3 separate regions of the Siniperca chuatsi genome follow, and all the other regions are linked to region 2. A link is a contact called in public Hi-C data. All regions are on one chromosome and are shown on one strand. Each heading gives the region's core, a stretch centred on a gene start, on an enhancer-like site or on the middle of the called end of the contact. The rest is flanking DNA. Distances are from core to core; before and after follow the strand shown.

Evidence for each region. A called contact is a pair of places that touch in the nucleus more often than the background predicts.
Region 1: a Hi-C map of liver shows a contact between it and region 2, with 2.9 times the contacts expected there. The contact joins the enhancer-like site here to the promoter of zfp36l2 in region 2. A contact is called at or near these places in 3 of 3 Hi-C or Micro-C datasets (liver, skeletal muscle and an unstated tissue).
Region 3: a Hi-C map of an unstated tissue shows a contact between it and region 2, with 3 times the contacts expected there. The contact joins the enhancer-like site here to the promoter of zfp36l2 in region 2. A contact is called at or near these places in 2 of 3 Hi-C or Micro-C datasets (skeletal muscle and an unstated tissue).

Annotation. Positions count from the first base shown.
Region 1 is chrLG11:6,047,312-6,050,690 of ASM2008510v1, reverse strand. No RefSeq gene overlaps it. Among protein-coding and RNA genes, the nearest start is that of LOC122884609, 6.7 kb to the right of the region's middle. Within about 2 kb of position 1,365, the one cell type or tissue checked has an H3K27ac peak away from gene starts, as active enhancers do. A contact at or near this core is called in liver, where this site is marked.
Region 2 is chrLG11:6,119,050-6,122,371 of ASM2008510v1, reverse strand. It overlaps zfp36l2 (mRNA decay activator protein ZFP36L2), which reads left to right and starts at 1,643. Exons shown (of 2, transcript XM_044214730.1): 1 at 1,643-2,064; 2 at 2,290-3,322. The coding sequence starts at 1,975.
Region 3 is chrLG11:6,189,492-6,192,960 of ASM2008510v1, reverse strand. All of the region lies in intron 26 of thada (thyroid adenoma-associated protein), which reads left to right. Among protein-coding and RNA genes, the nearest start is that of LOC122884610, 33 kb to the left of the region's middle. Within about 2 kb of position 1,555, the one cell type or tissue checked has an H3K27ac peak away from gene starts, as active enhancers do.

The DNA.
Region 1 (3,379 bases), core at 116-2,615, 71 kb after region 2:
TTGACCGAAAATTTACCGCTGCATGAATTGATTTTCATAACAAGCTGTAAACACAACATTGATATATTATCACATTATAGATAATGTTGATATGGCTAATGTGTTATCTAACAGTTACTTATTTACACATCCAACATAAATGAAGAAATATTACCATTCATGGAGTCATGTTTTTGGCCAATTGATGTCAGTCCAATATTCACTCTCCTTTTAGTTCTGTTTTTGGTCTCTACCAACTCCTGAGGGAAATATCTGGCTCATCAGCTGCTAAATCCTCTGCTATGTTCGCTAACTAGCTGCTAATTTTGTGTGTCTGCTCTATGGTGCTAACTGAACAGTATACAGTCATTTTTTTAGGGTTTGATCGGCTGAAAACCATGGTGGAAGAGTGATGAAACTCAACCAAGAGTAAAATTGCGGGTGGGCTGAAAAACCAACTGCAGAGTCAGGTGATAGTTCTCTGTGGGTTCACCACTATGAGTGACACCTTTCGCATACACATTGTTGTTTGAGCCATTGTCAATATAAAATATTTATTGTAGCAGCTTTAAGGAAAAATACATGACAACACTGGACACAGGAATAGTTCGAGAATCAATATATACATCAGTGACATCAGAGCACCATCATGGAGACAAAAATACATGTTGTACAGTTGTCAGCAGGCAAAACAGATACATCCTATTCAGTCACATGTTCATGCAAAGTGACAAAATACATCACGTACCAAGTGCTTCCTATTAGGAAAGACACATGCAAAAACAGATTTACACAAACAAGAAGGGATGACAGAAGCAAAATCACACACACACACACACACACACACACACACACACACACACACACACACACACACACACTTGCAAACTTAAATAGAAGCATGAAAATTAATTAAAAACATAAATGTCTTGCACAGGCACATATTTTCTTATCTCATCTTGTGGCTTTGGGGTGACAAACAAGTGATATGTGCAATGTACTTTGCAAGGTGTGAAATAATATATATATATATATATATATATATATTACATACGTTCATATGTATGTCTGATTGCATGTGACTGTGTGTGTGTGTATTAGACAGGTGGTGTGCTAATCATTACCTCTGATCTCCCTCACATTAGCACACTCAGCCTGTGTACCTGTCTGTTCTCTTACGTACACTGTGGTTTCTCAACCAGCCCTGCAATATGCTCACTGCCACAGATAAGAGCTGTTTATCTCACCACGGTGGCTTCCTCTCTAGCATACAAACACACTCTGTCTCTCCCTCTCTGCCTCTTTTTCACTTCTTTCTTCTTGTGTTGACGCAACCGTAAATGCTGCAACCCTAAATGTGTTGTGCTCCTCTTCAAGTCTAGTGCTAATCCTTCCTGCCTGAGCATAGATTAAGACGTGCAAAAGACTGATGGTGTTTGCGATGGTGTGCGCTAACACACCCAAGTGCTACAAGCATCTGCATGCTTGCACTGAAAGCAACCTTACAAACTCCAGGAAACAAACACACACAAAGAGAGAGATGCATGTCAGGAATCCTCTTACACAACCGCCCCACATCACTCTGCTATTTGACATGGGAAAATTGACACTAGAATTCAATCTTGCAAGAAAATCTAAAGCCACAGGCCATTCAGTGCACTGATTGACAGCCTTCTCCTCCTATGTACTATTCCTCATTGACACATGTACCAGCAACATAAAACTGTCAGCTCTAGTACACCCTGCACACTGGACTCCATTTTTGCAGAAGTTGAATTGGTTTCTCTGCAGATCAGACCAGAATTCTGTGTATATTAAAGATGATGAGGCTAGTCTTAAGTGCTGCACTAACTTCTGTAAAAGTTTTAGTGGGTTGGAGGTGGCCTTTTCTAAGGCTACGTAGATATCTGGTTGACAGTGTTGGGCAAGCTACTTGGAAATTGTAGTGAGATAAGCTACCAGTTACTCTACATTAAATGAATCTTCACTAAACTGAAGCTACCCCCAGAGAAATGTAGCAAGCTAAGCTACAGTAACATGGCAAAAGTAGCTTACTACATAGAAACTTTTTTTTTTACATTGAACCAACTTCAAGTCAACGCTATCTCAGTGATCAATAAAACTGTCAATAAGCTGTGCTCTCTGCGCTCACTGCTCCAAAACCAACCACGCTTAATTTTATTCACTTCCTGCCAACAGAAAGTGAAAAAAATTGTAGCTAGCTAGTGGTTAGCTGTTGACAAGTTGCTAGCTGGTGTTTGCAGACTGCACTGAATTGTGATGGTTAGCTTGGTTGTGTTAGCCTATTCGGAAATCACCTGAATGTGTCAACTCAAGCTCGTGTGTCTGTATTCCGCTGCAGCAGAGACGTTGTAGGCATCAGCCCAAGGATTGGTACGTGATGTCACCGTCATATGGAAGTGCTTCTGTCGGCTACTCTGTCGGACGGTGGCGTCACCTACTGATCCTTAGCAGTTTTATTTCAGACCGCAGCAGAAAGCCCTGCTGTGCTTGAGCAGAAATGCTCAAGTTTATTTGAAATGCGATGGAGATGTAACGTTAGCTTGTGTGGATGCTACCGCACTACTTGATCAATAGCTAAGCTACTGAAAAGCTATTTGATTCAGAAAACAGTGAAAACAACCACCATGCTACTGAGAAATGTAGTTAAACTAGTACTGCCCAACACTGCTTTGTTTGAGCTGTTGGAAAGATAAGACGGCGTAGGTTTGTCAATATTTCTTAATTGAAAACAACGGGACTAAATAACCAACGTAAGAGCTTTCTCACTAGGAATCAAAAAAATGACCCTAGGTTCTGGACACCAACTCAGAGATAGAAGCCAGGTGAAGTTGCTGTTGTAAAATTTCAAAGGTCTCAAAAACTTCAGTTTTGTTGTGATTTAACTGCAGACAACTACGAGACAGCTAGGCACTAATCTTAAGGCAATTTTATAAATTTGAAAGTTCTCTAGGTTTCACAAAGACGTAAACTGAATATAAAGGGGCAACTAAGGGGCGCATGTAAAGGTAGAATAACACAGGTCCCAGGATTGAGCCTTGAGGAACTCCACACGAGGAGCATAATCAGACACAATCAGCGATGGATACAAGGAACTGGCGATTGCATAAATAGAATAACAATTCAAAAGTTATAACAGATATCCCAACCCACTTACTCAGACAATCTAATAATGTATTATGAAAGCAGCACTTAAAACAAGAAGAAGTGATGCAGAAGATGCAGCTTTTACCATGATCGGACTACAAAAGAGATGTCATTTGTGAATAACTTCCAGTTTCTAACCACACTGCAGATTCCCTAACATTTCTGTTGTTGAGCTTTATGTTGCAATGCAGTCAGGGGAGTATAAAGCTAACTTCCTTCTGCTACTCCAATG
Region 2 (3,322 bases), core at 394-2,893:
TACAAAGCGCAAATAGTCCTGGGGCAGCCCTCAGCCTAATTTTAGGGTTGGTAGTAGTAGATTCCAAGCTCTTATGTCACTTGTTTTTCGCCTATTGCTATTTCCCCTTCTTTTTTTTTTTCTTTTTTTTTACCTCCCTCCCTGCTTCTACAAACCAAACCATTCAGCACTTAAGAGAATATTGAATCATGTCACATAATGAAAAATCATTTTTATAACCACTCTTCCAATTATGATCCTATATGGAAAAGACTTAATGGTTACCAGTGTCGCAGAAACCCGGCAATTTCTGTTGATATGTGCTGCACAAAGTTTTTACACCCTCCTGACCAAAATATCTGCCTTGTGGAGCCCTGATATAGAGCCCCGTCCTCTGCTGCCAACTCCACAATCTTTCCACTGTGGTTTTTAAAACTTGACATAACTCCAAGAGTAGAGTGGAGTAGTTTGACATTTTCATCCTGGGAAGGTTACATCATGTTGAGACAGGGGCAGCTCATTGCAACCGCACTGCACTCTTTGACTTTACAAAGGGAAGGGACTGTGGCGACTGGGTGGAAATTGACAAAACATCTCTAAACATGGATGCTTCTCTGTGTTTGGAAGTCTACTTTATCCTCTCTGTGAAAAGATGAGGCAGGACAATTTCTCCTTATATATATATATATAAAAAAAAAAAAAATGACATTATTGCAGCCAAATGGGCCTGAATGAAATCTTCCTCCGGCTCTGCTCAGTAGGTGGCGCCTCAGTCTTTCCCAGTCAATTTCCCATTTTGCTCTCACGGGGGCAGTGTTGCTCCGCTGTACCACATGAAAACCACATTCCTGCAGTCCTGGCTCGGAGATGGGGGGGGAAACAAGCTAGGGAGGAACTCAGAGGAGTGGTTTTAAAAAAAGATTTAATCAGAGTAAATCCGTTTTGTGTTAATGACTCGGCATGTTGTGCTTTAGGAGTGACAGATTTCTAATATGATGTTAAAGTCAACATCTTGAAGTTTAGGTTTGAAACAATACACGAGGAGGTCATGTGAGCAGAGTAGGCATTAACTGTCTATTTTGCCATGTGTAGTAGACTGGAATAGGCTGCTGTTGCACTGTGGAAGTTGATTATGCAACCAGTGGATTCTAAAAATTGTACTGCACTCTGCCTGGACTCCTCTCCGCTCATTCTTGTGGTCTCACCCCATCCACAGGGAGAGAGGGGGAGGGAGGGAGAGGCAGCATTTCCTTCCATTACAAATACATGTCAGCTTCCAAATGTGGTGGTCCAGAGGCTAGAGGGGTGGCCTTGTCACTGGTAGGTCGCCGGCTCAAACCCCAGGACTTTGCTGGGGGTAGGGCGCAGGGGAGAAACCATTTCCCTTTCATTGTAATGCAGTCGTGGAGCTTTTGAGCAAGGCACCCAGCCTCCAAACGTACTGCTTCAGTTAGAGGATCAGGGGTATGTGCAGCTTGCATGCGCAGTAACGTCACTTGATGGTTCGACATTCTTTCTCAGCGAGAGCCAAGCCAAAAAGCAAAACCAACTTCCACAAAATTGGTTGTGTGATTTAAGAAAAGAAAAAGTTTTGAGGGGTGTGAGGAGGGATGGGGGTGCTGGGGTTGGATTTCAAGGCGTGGTGTTAAAGAATAGGCGGCCAACCGGTGAATGGAAGTTGTTTCGGAGAGGAGGGGAGGAGGCGGCTCCTCGCAAAGGTTTGCACCGACTAAACTTCGCCCCTCCCCGGCCACCGCCAGGCATTTATACCCATGCGAAAAGGCTCGAGCGCACAGTGAAGCACTCTGGTTCAGCGCTTCTCGAGGGGAGGAACTAAAGCCACCTACAACTCAACAATACAAACCTAGCCCCCCCTTTCCCCCCCATCTTCTACGGACTTAAACTGCAAACTTTTAAAGCAACTTTTCCACAACCAAAAACCAGTCGTGGCACAAACTACCACCCGTCGCATTCAAGGATCCTGGTCGGTCCTCCATGAAAGAGGGAGTGCGGCAGCAAACTTGGGGAAAAGAGATGTCTGCGACCGTCTTGTCTGCTTTCTACGACATGGACATGCTTTACAAGGTAAAAGTTTGACAAGATATGGGGAGTTTTTCGTAGTGCATCCAGGGTGAAGCACTTAAGCATAGCTGAATCAGCGTGCTTCAACTTCAGTGGAGTTAGCATGTGTTCAGCGGCAACAAGTTACATTGCAGGCAAACAGAGTTGTCTCATACATGCCATGTGGTCAAAATAGTAGCATAATTGGTGCCTGAAGTACATTGCTAACTCGTCTTTTCTTTCCTACAGCAAGATAAAAGCATGAACATGAACGCCCTCCACATCAACAGCATGCTGGACAAGAAAGCGGTGGGGGCTCCAGTCACGACTCCGGGCTCCGGTGGTTCCTTCACACCGGGATTTTTCCGCAGAAACTCAACCAGCAACGTGGAGGCGATGAACAACGGCAACAAATACTCGATGGGCTCCTACAGCAGCCTGAAGGAGAACACACCGAGCAGCAACAGCAGCGCCACGGCCCTCATGAACAAGGAGAACAAGTTCCGCGACCGCGCTTACAGCGAGAACGGAGACCGGGGCGTGTTGCAGCAGAAGCCCGGCTCTCAGATCAACTCCACCCGCTACAAGACCGAGCTGTGCCGGCCCTTCGAGGAGAACGGCTCGTGCAAGTACGGGGAGAAATGTCAGTTCGCTCACGGCTACCACGAATTGAGGAGCTTGTCCCGCCACCCTAAGTACAAAACGGAACCGTGCCGCACCTTCCACACCATCGGTTTCTGCCCGTACGGTCCCCGGTGTCACTTTATCCACAACGCCGACGAACGCCGGCCCGCTCCGGCCGCCAACGCTAACGTGCAGGCGGGGGAGCCCAGGTCGGCTCGCGAGCTGTGCGGCTACGGTCACAGGGAGGTCCTGCCGCCGCAGCAGCTTGGCTACATCCAGAGGGACAGACCAAAGCTTCACCACAGCCTCAGCTTCTCCGGCTTCTCCACCCACCACGGACTCGAGTCTCCCCTGCTCGACAGCCCCACGTCCAGGACCCCACCGCCACCCACCACCGCCTCCTCCTGCACCTCCGTCTCCAGCTTCTACGAGGAGGTACTTTCTCCCAACTCTATGTCCTGCATCAACAGTGCCTTCTCTTTCCCCGGACAGGACTTAAAAGCCTTATTGGCCCCCCTGGCTGTGCACACCCCCAGCGGCTACGCAAACAACCACTCCACCGGTGCCTACTACGGGAACATGCAGAGCAGCGTGTGCCCGCCATCCCCTCCGACCTACAACATGAGCCACTTGCAGGCGCTACGCCGCCTTAGCGAGT
Region 3 (3,469 bases), core at 306-2,805, 71 kb before region 2:
CTCTGTGCCAAGTCGGATATATCAGAGCTTTCAGAAAAATCCGAGCTTCCCAGTCGTAATTACGACTTGCATTAGCCTTGTTATGCTAAGCTAGGCTAACCATGTCCCTGCTCCAGCTCTGTATTTTATGTCAACTAAAATGGTGAACATGGTAAACATAATACCTGCTAAACATCTGCATGTTCACAGTTAGTCCCCAGAGCCCACAGGTGGTCACTTGAGTGGGTCCCCAATAAAATTTGTGTTTTTTGACAAATTGTTGTGTTAAACTCGTGTTTAGGGATGGGTATCATTAGGATTTTATTGATACTACTACTCTTATCAGTTCTTTTTTTTTTTTTTTTACTAAATAATATTTTTTTAATATATATTCTTTAAAAAAAAGAATAAATTCAGAAAAGGATTACCATGTCAACTGCACGCTACAATAGCACTATTGTAAGATAAAAAGAATCTTTTCTAAACTAAAAATATTAAAAGATAAACATGTACAAGCATTGTAAAGTCACACTGGAATACAATAGTTCCATTGCTAATTTTCTTAGGAATCAGCAATGTCTAGGTCATAGCGCTGGTTAGAATCATAGCTAGGCTAGCGTTAGTGTTTAGCAGACGCCTGGAACGGTATAGCCAATCAGAGGCAGAGTAGGGTCGGGTCTACAGTTGACTCTTCTTCCAGTACAGACTGTAGTTCCATCAGCTCATGTGAGGGAATATCTCCACCTGCTGGTGTAGCTAGTAACTGCACCTCACATTGCGGATTCCTTTTTACAGATCTTCTGCGGTACAAATTGGACTAAATTCCACAAATAAATAGGAGGGAAGTCACAAATGTCACATGGCCCACAAGCTGACCGGAAGCAATCTACAAATGTGCAAAACCTGTTTCACATGTAAAAATGGATCCACAAATGCATAAATATCACCTTACAAGTATTTGTTGTGGTGAAACTCTTTACATTTGTAAAATCTATAATATTTTTATGTGAAATTAAAATATGTAAGTTATGCATATTTGCAAATCGCTCTGTATTTTTGTGGATATGACTTTACACAAAACAAGTAAAAAAACAAACAAAAAAAAAACCAAACAAGTTTGTGCATAGTGAAATATTTGTGGATCATGGTACACATTTGTGGATTGTCTTCTGTGGCTGCAGCCTTTTATAAGAGGCTGATAATAATATATAATAATAATTGTTGTTCGCAATGTAGCATTGTCTGGGGAAAAAATAGGGTGCATCCCCTGGGCGCGCATAGTGAGTTTACTGCGTCCTTTCAGATTTGAATGCATCAGAGAAGCAGCACTCGTACCTAGCAACATCATTGCCATTAGCATGGCTGTAGACTTATTCTCGTTAAACCTGTTACCTCACTGCTGTTTGGAAATGCAAATATGCAGAGTGGCCTTGTACACCTTGAAACCATAATGTATAAAACCTTTCTATGATTGATATCTTACTGGGCCCCTGTTAGAACTGATACAGTATTCGGTAGTATTCGGAGCATATTAAAACAGACATGAACAATAATGTGCTTTGTTGGAGTATGATAGTTGTAGTGACGTCTACATTGAGCTCAGAAGTGATTTGTTACCCCACAGATAATCCAGGCTAAAGTTTCACAGGGCTTTGGGCCCTGCTCCAGGAAGCTCTGTCTGGCTCCCTTTACTGTATTTCTATTGGCTGCTTTGCTGAAGGCCTCAGAATACTCCTAACCAAGCCAAGGCTGCTCCTGTTTATCTTGTCTGTTTTGTGTTTTTAGTCTGCTGTCCCTCCCTTTGTATAGCTTTTAGTTATCTCCCCTTCCTCTTGTCTGCTGCTTTCTTTCTTATTATTACTGTGTGGGGTGATTTTTATATGCATGTGGGAGAATTCGTGTGCTGTGATTAATGTCAAATAGAAGAATTACTAAGAAAATTAGCATTGAAACTATTGTATTCTAGTGTGACATGTTTATCTTTGAATATTTTTAGTTTAGAAATCATTATATTTATGTTACAATAGTGCTATTGTAACATGCAGTTGTCATGGCAGTAAATCTCATTGTATTGACCTGAAATTGGTACAGAACTGTGCGTGTATGAGCAAGAAAGCTGCAACTCATTTATAACTTTGGGAGTTTGTCTTTTCCACAGTCAGTTGTATGTCTGGTTTTTGTTATTACCATGATTTTACTGTTGTGATCTCTGGCAGCAGAAAATGCATTGTGACAGCTTGTCCACTCTAATATTTGGCTCTGTGTGTAAGAGCCTCTTGGTCCACTGAAGCTGGAGCATAAACACATTTCCCTCTCACACAAACCAGTTTATTTATGGCAGTGTGTGTATTTGTGTTTTTGGGAAGTTTGAGCTTCTTGCTGTCTGTGGGAATTTCAGCTGTGTATTTTACATAGTTACTTGAATCCAGACATATTGTTTGCTTATGGATCATCGTTCCACTAAGCCCAGACTCAGGCTTCTCCGCTCTGTGACCGTGCATTGATGTTGATCCGATATCGTCGCTGAGATAAATGCAATTGTAAACAAAGCTGACAGAGCAAAGATTGCTCTCTGCATTCCAACCAAAGCCTCCAGCTTTATCACGGGCCTCTGTCAACTCCTCACTTTGCACTACATGTGCTATTGTACATGCAGAAATGTCCATATCAATGTTATTTAGGTGCACTTTAATAAAAATGAGAAAGAGAAAGCTGCACACTCATAACGCCGATACATTTCAACGTTTCGCCAAACAGCCTTCTTCAGCTTTTCCGAATCCTTTCAAAGCGTCAGTCTTTAGAAGTAAATAAATGCATTCCCTCAGTTTTCTTTTTTACTGAGGTGCTTTTGAGCATGGTATGTTTTTTTGTTTTTGTTTTTTTTTTGCTCAACGACATCTCAGCAGGATTGCTTGTAGAACCTATTATCAGTGGTGTGTAAAGTGTCAGATCTTTTACTTAAGCAGAAGTACCAATACAACACAACACTGAAAGAAATACTCCATTAGAAGTAAAGTCCTGCATTCCAAATCCTGCATAAGTAAAAGTACAGACGTATTATCAGAAAAATGTAGTTATACTATCATAAGTACAGAAAAGTTGTGCCTGCAAGTGATATATTATTATGTATTAAGTTATTAGAATGTTAATACTGATGCATCCATGTGTAAGCAGCTTTTTACTGTTGTAGCTGGTCTAGGTGTTACATAGGGTTATATACTGTTCGCTATAGTCCAGTGGTTCCCAACCTAGGGGTCGGGCCCCTCCAAGGTGTTTTTTTAGATGTAATCTTTATTCTTACGATTTAGCTCTAATCATTTTGGAGTAAAAAGCACAATATTTTCCTCTGAAATGTAGTGGAGTAGAAGAATAAAGTAACATAAACTAGAAATACTCCTCAAAATTGCACATAAGTTCTTGAGTATATGCACTTACTTACTTTCCTTCACCGCCTTTTATATAACATTGTGTGTATGCATTCTAAAAAATA